3 separate regions of the Mus musculus genome follow, and regions 2 and 3 are each linked to region 1. The links are chromatin contacts, called in public HiChIP or PLAC-seq maps. All regions are on one chromosome and are shown on one strand. The core of a region is the stretch at or near the end of the contact, and the rest is flanking DNA. Distances in the headings are between cores, read along the strand shown.

The links. HiChIP or PLAC-seq counts read pairs in DNA pulled down with a chosen protein or histone mark.
Region 2: a contact with region 1 is called in an H3K4me3 HiChIP or PLAC-seq map of neural tube, with 3 times the contacts expected there. The contact joins the enhancer-like site here to the promoter of 5730488B01Rik in region 1. A contact is called at or near these places in 2 of 39 promoter capture datasets (cranial neural crest and hippocampal neurons), 6 of 115 datasets of contacts at active chromatin or transcription factors (embryonic forebrain, embryonic hindbrain, embryonic midbrain and 3 more) and 1 of 9 other capture datasets (embryonic stem cells).
Region 3: a contact with region 1 is called in an H3K4me3 HiChIP or PLAC-seq map of forebrain, with 4 times the contacts expected there. The contact joins the promoter of Melk here to the promoter of 5730488B01Rik in region 1. A contact is called at or near these places in 1 of 39 promoter capture datasets (hippocampal neurons), 1 of 484 Hi-C or Micro-C datasets (B cells), 5 of 115 datasets of contacts at active chromatin or transcription factors (embryonic forebrain, embryonic hindbrain, embryonic midbrain and 2 more) and 1 of 9 other capture datasets (embryonic stem cells).

The regions. Positions count from the first base shown.
Region 1 is chr4:44,701,350-44,704,049 of GRCm38.p6, reverse strand. 5730488B01Rik (RIKEN cDNA 5730488B01 gene) reads right to left here and starts at 1,250. Exons shown (of 1, transcript NR_073462.1): 1 at 1-1,250. All of the region lies in intron 1 of Pax5 (paired box 5), which reads left to right.
Region 2 is chr4:44,424,131-44,426,830 of GRCm38.p6, reverse strand. No RefSeq gene overlaps it. Among named protein-coding and RNA genes, the nearest start is that of Gm24376, 13 kb to the right of the region's middle. Within about 2 kb of position 1,425, at least 24 of the 459 cell types and tissues checked have an H3K27ac peak or open chromatin away from gene starts, as enhancers often do.
Region 3 is chr4:44,299,602-44,302,301 of GRCm38.p6, reverse strand. It overlaps Melk (maternal embryonic leucine zipper kinase), which reads right to left and starts at 1,385. Exons shown (of 18, transcript NM_010790.2): 1 at 1,230-1,385.

The DNA of each region.
Region 1 (2,700 bases), core at 1-2,500:
ACTCCGCCGCGGCCCCTGCGCGACAGGAGAGGGAGTTCTCTGTAACTTCGTCGGAGACGTCAGAGAGCCGACAGAAGAGAGGTGGAAGGGGAGGTCCGGCTCCAGAGACACGGAGAAGCGGGAAACAAGAAGGACCTGGCGGAGGCCGAAGGGTGGGCAGACCCTCGAGGCAGCAAGACCGAAGCAGCCTGGCAGTCCGCGGCCTCGCTGCCCCGGACTGAGACGGAGGGCCCTGCGCTCGCGGCCTCCTGCAGGCTGCTGGTCCCGCGCCGGGCTCCCCTAGCCGTCCTGGAGGTGGGCCCCTGCGCTATGCCCTCGACGCCGCTAGCGCTTGGGCCGCAGCTTCTCTGGTGCGGGCCGGGAGCCGCCGCTTGAGCCCGCCGAGGAGCGAAGCTAGCGGGAGTTGGGCGCCCGCTCCCAGACCGACTGGCTGAGAGCACCGTTTCCCGCCTCTCGGCTCAGCTCTCCGCGATCTTCCGCAGGCGGCTCCGAGAGGGACCCCACGGCTGCAGAGGTGTTTTCTGATCTCTGCTCACACTGTGCCCGGCCTGGTGGCGCGGTTCCCTAGGCGCCCTGGGCAGTCCTTTGGCGCCGAGAGGCAGCGGCGTGGGCCGGCCTACAGTCTGGAGCGCCCCGATGGAAATACACTGTAAGCACGACCCGTTTGCATCCATGCATAGTAAGTAGGCGGCGAGCTCGCTTCTCTCACTCTCCGGCCGGGATCGGGTTGGGGGTGCCGGAGTGCGGGGTAAGATACTAAGTCCTGAAGGACTCGGGACCTCTGTAGCTGCGTAGACAACTTCGCAAAGTGCAATGTTTTCAGGTAGCGGACGCCGCCGAGGCCGAAGCGCCTGGTGGGTGAATCCCGCCTCCAGCAACGAGGTAGAGTAGGCAGCGAGCTGTAGCCTTTCCCGAGCTCTAGCCGCTAGTTCTCAGAACCCTGGTTCATACGCATAGACAGCTCGGGACTGGGTCAGTTGGAGGGCAGGAAGTTTGAATAGAGGTCAGTGAGAGTCTCAGCCAGCGCTCAACATCCCAACTCTGTTGGCGCCTTTTTCAGCCATGGGACTAGGCAAGACTGATGCTTAAAAGGAAAAGTAGAGCCCCGACCAGTCCCTGAATATGTGAAGAAAGAAGTGAAAGTTAAGAAGGGGCACCAGGTCCAGGATTCCAAATGCGCCCTGGATCGAGGAGAGGGGATTTAAAGAATCAACGAAGTCAGGGTCCCTAAGCTACACTTCAGTTTAGGTGTCGGCCAGTACATACAGAGACCTTTAAAGACATCATTGGGTCCTTCTCTGTAGGATGTCTACCTTGAGATGGCTTCTCTACTAGAAAGAAAAAGAAAGAAAGAAAGAAAGAAAGAAAGAAAGAAAGAAAGAAAGGAAGGAAGCAAGCTAATTAGTCACATGCAGGCATCCCTGCCTTCTGAAAGCCTGTGCAGTGTAAGAGACCGGCAGGGTCATTTCGGACACCGGTAGGGCCCTGCTGCCTGACCCACAGGGATCCTGCCAGTTCACCCATTAACACAGCCTCCTATGAGACAAGCGCTCTTCTCACGGTGAGTTAACGCTGGATTAGATTCGGAGATTTCAAGGAAATTCCAAGTGGAACGAATCGCGTTTCCTTTCTGTTGGCTGTAGACTCGGCCAGGGGAAGGCGCCAGGCTTTGGCAGACTGCACTCGGGTGCCCAGCTCGAGTCTCTGTGGGTTGCAGATCTCAGAGTAACTCCGTGGCTAGCAGCCGGCTGCAAGCTTTTTAAACCTCAACCAGCCGGGATCCCGCTACTCTAGCCGTGGGTCCCCTATTTAACAAAGGCATAGAGACCCGGCTAGAGAGAAGGCAAGGTGAAGCAATAATCTTCGTGTCTTCCACCAAGAACTGAGTGGCCTGGTAGCAGGGGAAGGTTTGCTTAGGCAGCCAAAGCGGGCTTCAAGCAGGTCAGCTTCTCTTTGTGTCAATATCCCAGTCGGAGGTAAATCTCCCGAGCGAGCAGCGACAAGATTCGCGCAGAGAAGCTGCTTGCTCTGGTCCCAGCCCCAACGATTCCTCCCCTTTAGGAGACTGGGTTTAAGCGGTTTCCAGTCCACCATGGCTCCAGCGTTTCCCGCAGCATTTTCATGCGCAGACTGGCTCTAGAGCCTCTCTGCTCTCACTCAGAACGAACCTGAAAACAAACGAGTTGGGGGCAACACTCTGAGGTGGGCAAGAAACAACTGGGAGGCAAGATGGGTAGGGCTGGCTCCCGTGCTTCTGGCAGAAATCCAAAGGCCTGCACTGCCTCTCTCTGTCCAGAGTTCTGCTGCCCAGAGGTCGTGCCCAAGCCCGTGGGGAGACAGCATCAGATTTGGTGGTCTTGCGGTGTGCATTCGTGTGGAGAGGCAGCTCCTTCCAGGTGCAGGTTAACCAACTGCTAATGTCTCAGCCTTCCTGCCGGCCCTTCAATCTGCCCCCTCCTCGGGAAATCCTCCCTCCTCCCATTCTCAATCTCCCTGGCAGCACAGTGGGGGCTGGGCAAGCCTAGCTTCCAGAGCTAGGGGAAGCCCTTGGCGTCTTTGGAAAGACCTTAGTTAGCTCTTATGCCTAAAGCTGTTTGCTTGCACAATGTAATCTGTCTCTGGGTCCTTATTTGCTGGTGATGGGGGCAGAGAAAATAGGTTCTGCAAGGTGACAGGTGTACTAGGATTCTTCTTTCATCT
Region 2 (2,700 bases), core at 176-2,675, 280 kb after region 1:
TCTCTGTGTGTGTGTGTGTGTGTGTGTGTGTGTGTGTGAAATCTTCCATTACCTAGTGCTAGGCACCCCATCCTGGGGCTCAGGTCCTGTTTCTTAATGATGATTGATGGCTTTGAAGACCCAGTAAATCGATAGGGTCTGAATTCCTAAACTCTTGACAAGAGCTGAAGAGAACACACATCTCAATGCCTGCCCTCACTCTTCTGCTTCCTCAGTACTCACATCAGCCAGAGATGGGGCCTTGTGGGTCACTCAGAGAGAGTTTTCCAGTCACTACACAGCATGGTCTGTGGATGCTTCCTTCATTCAGCTAACACTAAAGCATTTTGTCTGCTCAGGCTTGCACTTAGTACTAGGGTAGGGGCATGGAAGGAAGAAAAGATGAAAACTTGGCTCTTACTCCACTTCACTAAGTGAACTTAGTCCACTGAAAAGAGTAAGACCATACAAAGCAGCCTGTATAGGGGAGGACCAGGCATCCTGTAGCTCCCCCACCCTCTGTGTCCTCTGGATATAAGGAACATGTTAGTACAGAGGCTGAAGTCCCAGATGGGGACACCTGGCCAAGGGTACAGAGCTTGGAAGTAAAGGAGGGAGGGTGGAGACATACTCTACCTGAACTCAAGGCCTTCGACGGAGGGAAGATGTCACCAAGAGCTTGTGAGCCAGCTCTCCAAGCAGAAAACAGGATTTTTAAAAGGAGCATGTGCAGGTCTTTCGCTCAATACAAACCAGACTCCACCGTCTTTTATTTGTTGTGTGGGAGGGGGAGCACACACTTTTTTGTTGGTTGGTTTTGTTTAGTTTTTTTTTTTTTTTAAGAAAGAGAAAACATAAAATTGGATGTTGGATGGAGGAAGGGATCTTGAAGAGACTGTGATAGAAAATATTGTAAAATTATTTTTTTTAAAGTGGAACAGCCATTCTAGATTGACCCTGTAACAGAAGTTCGGGATAAAGGAAGGTATTTGCATGGAACAGATGTGTTAAAGAGAGCTCAACACAGGATGGAGCTGGGTCAAATGAGACAGGAATAGGGGGCCACCAAGGCTGAGTTTCTGTTCATGAGAGGGTCTTGGGACAGAAGAACTTGGAGGCTGCATCGGCAGCGAGCGAGCCCAGCACGGGACCGTCGAAGACTTGGCCTGGGTCCCCTGGTCCCAGCAGCCAGCGGCTGCAGGCCGGTGCTCGCGTCCCGCTGAGCGCTGCAGAGGGCTGGAGGCGGCTGTGGGGGGCGGGCGGCCACCGGCCCGACAGGTAAGTGATTGGATTAAGAGACCCGGCTGACAGGATGTCCGTTCAGCCGCTGAGGCTAATCAACTTCCCCATCCTGTCTGCTAATAAATCCTGCTCCGGGGACCACTCGCCTGATGATAGCTCCTCGGGGACCGCCGCCGACTTCTCCCGGAGCACTCGCTCGCAGTCTATTAAGGAGGCAGCGCGCGCCTGTCAGGTCCTCAGTCCCGCAGCGGCTCCGAGGTGCCCATCACCCAGGTGCGGCGGCCGCCAGCCCCATTGTTCCCACCGCGGGGGTGACAGCCCGGCCCGGGGTCCCTCGCCTCGGGGGGTCTCAGGCCCCTCCGGGCGGCGGCCTCACGGATCCGGCTCTCGGCCCTCGGAGCTGCCACCCGCTCAGGCCCGGGCTGCGCGCATCAATTAGAAAGTGGCAGTTGCTGGATCTATAATATCTGTGGAGAAGATGTATAAATAAATTAAAGCTTTAATTATTTTCTTGCATTCGCGGCAGCTCCGCGAGGTAGCCAGTGCTGAACTGTTGAGGGAACTGCTCTTGGCTGGACTCTCACCTCCCCCACTCCCCAAAAGGAGCGGAGTGTGGGGGTGGGGAGGTGGAGAAACAATTTCCTTTGTTGCTCAATATAAAAAGTACAAACCTTTTGACCTGAAGTCCCAGCTGCTTCTAAAACAATATGCTCCCTACTTGAGTAACACACACACACACACACACACACACACACACACACACACACACACACTCACTCACACACAAGCTTTCCTAGAGTGGTGTCTATAGACAGAGTTCAATCCCATATTTTCATCTTATCTGGAAGAACCTCCAAGGGCGTTATTAAATACGTGAAATACGCCAGAAATAGCCAAGCAATCCCCATCTGGCCTTGGAAAGGAGGAGGAACGTACTGGGAAGTAGTAAAGTGTGTTTATTTTTTAATTTTGATGACATGTGTTACATCAGTAAAAAGGACAATTATTTTTAAAATTCCGCCAGCACGCTTCAGTGATTCAAAAGGTGTGCCACTACGGAATCCATCAGAGCCTCCCTGCAAAAGCCCAGCTTGGTCCATCGTCAAGGCCAAGTTGCATTTTTAAATATCCTAACATGAACATGATTGTAAGTCTTAATAAATAAATAAATAAATAAATAAAATCCCTCATCTCAAGGAGCAGAAGGGCACTAATGTTACAGATCCGCCTGTCCTTAGGTTTCTGATCCCCAAGTTTAGGGGAATCTTAAGCTCGAATGACATTTGAAAGGAAGGCGGGTGGAAATTGAAGGGAGTTCAGAATGGCCCTGCCTTTGCCAACAAGCCAATCCCTCCAAAGCAAACTACCTCGTTCCTCTAATGATGCGCTCCAGAGTGTGGGTGACTCCTCTGTGTCACACAGATCCTCTCAGCCAGTGCCATCCCCTCCAGTGAGAAAAACAACCAGAGTTACCTAACA
Region 3 (2,700 bases), core at 136-2,635, 400 kb after region 1:
CTCAGGAACAGAGGCAGGTAGGTGCATCTCTGTGAGTTAGAGGCCAGCTTGGACTATACAGTGAGTCCTCATAAAAGGCAAACTGAGGGTATTTTGCTACCAGTATGGTGTTATTTGAGCCATGCTATCACTTACTACAAAACACATTAACTTGCCTCTCGTGCTCATTGACACTGATCTGGTCATTTCAGATGAGAGTGCAGAATGGCTTACAACCTGGCCTTAGAATACAGTTGAGTGGCGGCACCCTTCTGCTCCTTTGCGGAGATTTCTGAGAGCAGCAATAGAGGCATTCATTCCCAAAAGCATTTAGGGACTAACCTGTCCATCTAGTTGGTTCATAATAGATAAAAGGGACAGAGCCACTGTTTCCACGAAGGTGTTTAAGAAGAAACAGAAGCCAAAACATGAACAAAAGTTGGGACTAAATTCTCTAGCCAACGTTTCAGACCCCTCTGAAACCCTCTCTTCCTCCTCCTCCATTAACCACAGAAATCTACCTAAGGTGAGACTAGAACACTCACTACCTCACCTTAGTGTGAGCTCCTGCCTTGGGATGAGAAGCAGGGAACTGCTCCCCTCCACACCCTTCTTGGCAGGAGCCACCTGGCTCCTCCATTTACTGCTATAGCCTCTGGGCGTCCTTACAATACGAGTCTCGGGCCACTTGCTTTAGAGGTGCAAGGTGAGGAAGGATTTGGGCTCTACAAAGGGGTTACACACATTTCTCTTTTAACTGGAATACCCCAGAAAACTGAGTTGAAAAGTGTAAGTGCCTCAAAGCCCATCTCTGAATCGCTTTTGCAGACAGTCAAAAGCACTGAAACAGAACTGGAAATTCCCATTATGGGAGCCTCCGGGGCGTCAAATGCTCTGTCAAACTTTATCAATTACCCGCTGAGCGGGGAATGGGGAGTGGGGAGCGCTCACGCCTGTATCTCCTGCGCTCAGGAAGGTAAGGCAGGAGGATCCAGAATTCAAGGACCACTTTGGCTACAAAGTGAGTTCGAGACCAGTGAGTTCAAGACGCAAGATACATCTCAGAACCCGAGACAAAAAAAAAAAAAAAAAAAAAAAAAAACTACCATCCACCATCTGTGAAAGCCAGGGTCGAAAAACCTAGACGTTCTCACAGAGAACAGTGCTGATGGGTGGAACCCCAGGGAAACTCCGTCTCCCGGCCACGCCCCACGAGGCCCAGAGTGCGGCCCGAGGACGGAAGAACTGACCTGAAGGGCAGCGGGCCCAGCAAGGACCGAACAGGACCGAACAGGACAGAAGGTGAAGCAGCCGGCTGCAGAGTCTAGCAAAGCCGGAACAAGTCGGTGGGAATTTCTGCAGGATTCAAGTTCCAGCAGCTTCCGCCCGCCAAAGGAATCAAACCTCGCGGGCCGGAAGAGGCGGGGCCCAAGGGAGCCCAGTCCCAGGGAGGTGGGGCGGGGCCGGGAGAAAACTGGGCGGAGCGATGGTGGGGCGGGGCGAGATAGGCTCAAACTTTTGATGGGATACTAAATGTGTAGGATGTCAAATGCTCAGGATCGGTGATGGTGAAGACTTTAAGATACTGACTTAAGCCTCAGTACATGGGAACGCCAGGGCCAAGAAGTGCGAGTGGGAGGGTAGGGGAGTTGTGGGGGGGGGAGGGTATGGGGACTTTTGGGATAGCATTGGAAATGTAAATGAAGAAAATACCTAATTTAAAAAAAAAAAAAAGATACTGACTGAAGACTTAAGGCCTTGCCTCCTTCTTTCTTTTTTTTTAAGAATATTTTTATTTTTTTAAAAATACCATTATTCTTCGACACTTTCATACACGTATACAATGTATGTTGATCATATCCACTTTATTCTCCCTTCTTGCTCCCCACACCACCCAAAACCCTCTCTCATCTTCACTTCCTTTTTTTTTTTTAATAGTTTGCCTTTACTAACTGCAGTGTGCATATCTCATAGGGACAAGGAAATTTTTTCCAGAAGACATTGACTTGCTAAGTTTTCATATTTTAATCCCAGCACTTTGGAGGCAGAGGCAGGCAGATTTCTGAGTTCGAGGCCAGCCTAGTCTACAGAGTGAGTTCCAGGACAGCCAGGACTACACAGAGAAACCCTGTCTCGAAAAACAAAAACAAAACAAAAAAAAAAAGTTTTCATATAATTAAGTTTTTTATGTTCTTAATTTTTCATTACATTCATTTATTCGAGTGCGTGCTTGTGGGAAGGGGGGCACGTGTCACTTCACACCTGTGGCAGTTAGAGGACAACTTTCAAGAGTTGGTTCTCTCTTGCCACCTAATGGGTCTAACTAATCAAGTCAAGCTGTCAACTTGGTACCAATTGCCATTACCCATTGACCCCTCTTTCCCCTGATCTTTTTCCCCCTTCTGGTTCATGGGAGGGCTCTCCCTGGCCTTGGCTATTCTAAGCAAGAGCTCTAACATTGTGCCACTTTTCCCTGTGCATCTCATAATTCTTACTAAAATCTGTTGCTATAAGTTATAAAACCTTAGGAACTAAATTAACTACCCATCAAGATGCTAGCAATGTGGCTCATGGGTAAAGATACTTGCCACCAGCCCTGAAAACCTAAATTCAATCCCCAGAAATCTGACTTCCTCATTTACCCCTCCCTGCAAACAAATACAGAAATGATTTTTGGAAAAAAAGAAAAAGAAAAAAGAAAGAAAGAAAAATTCAATGCGC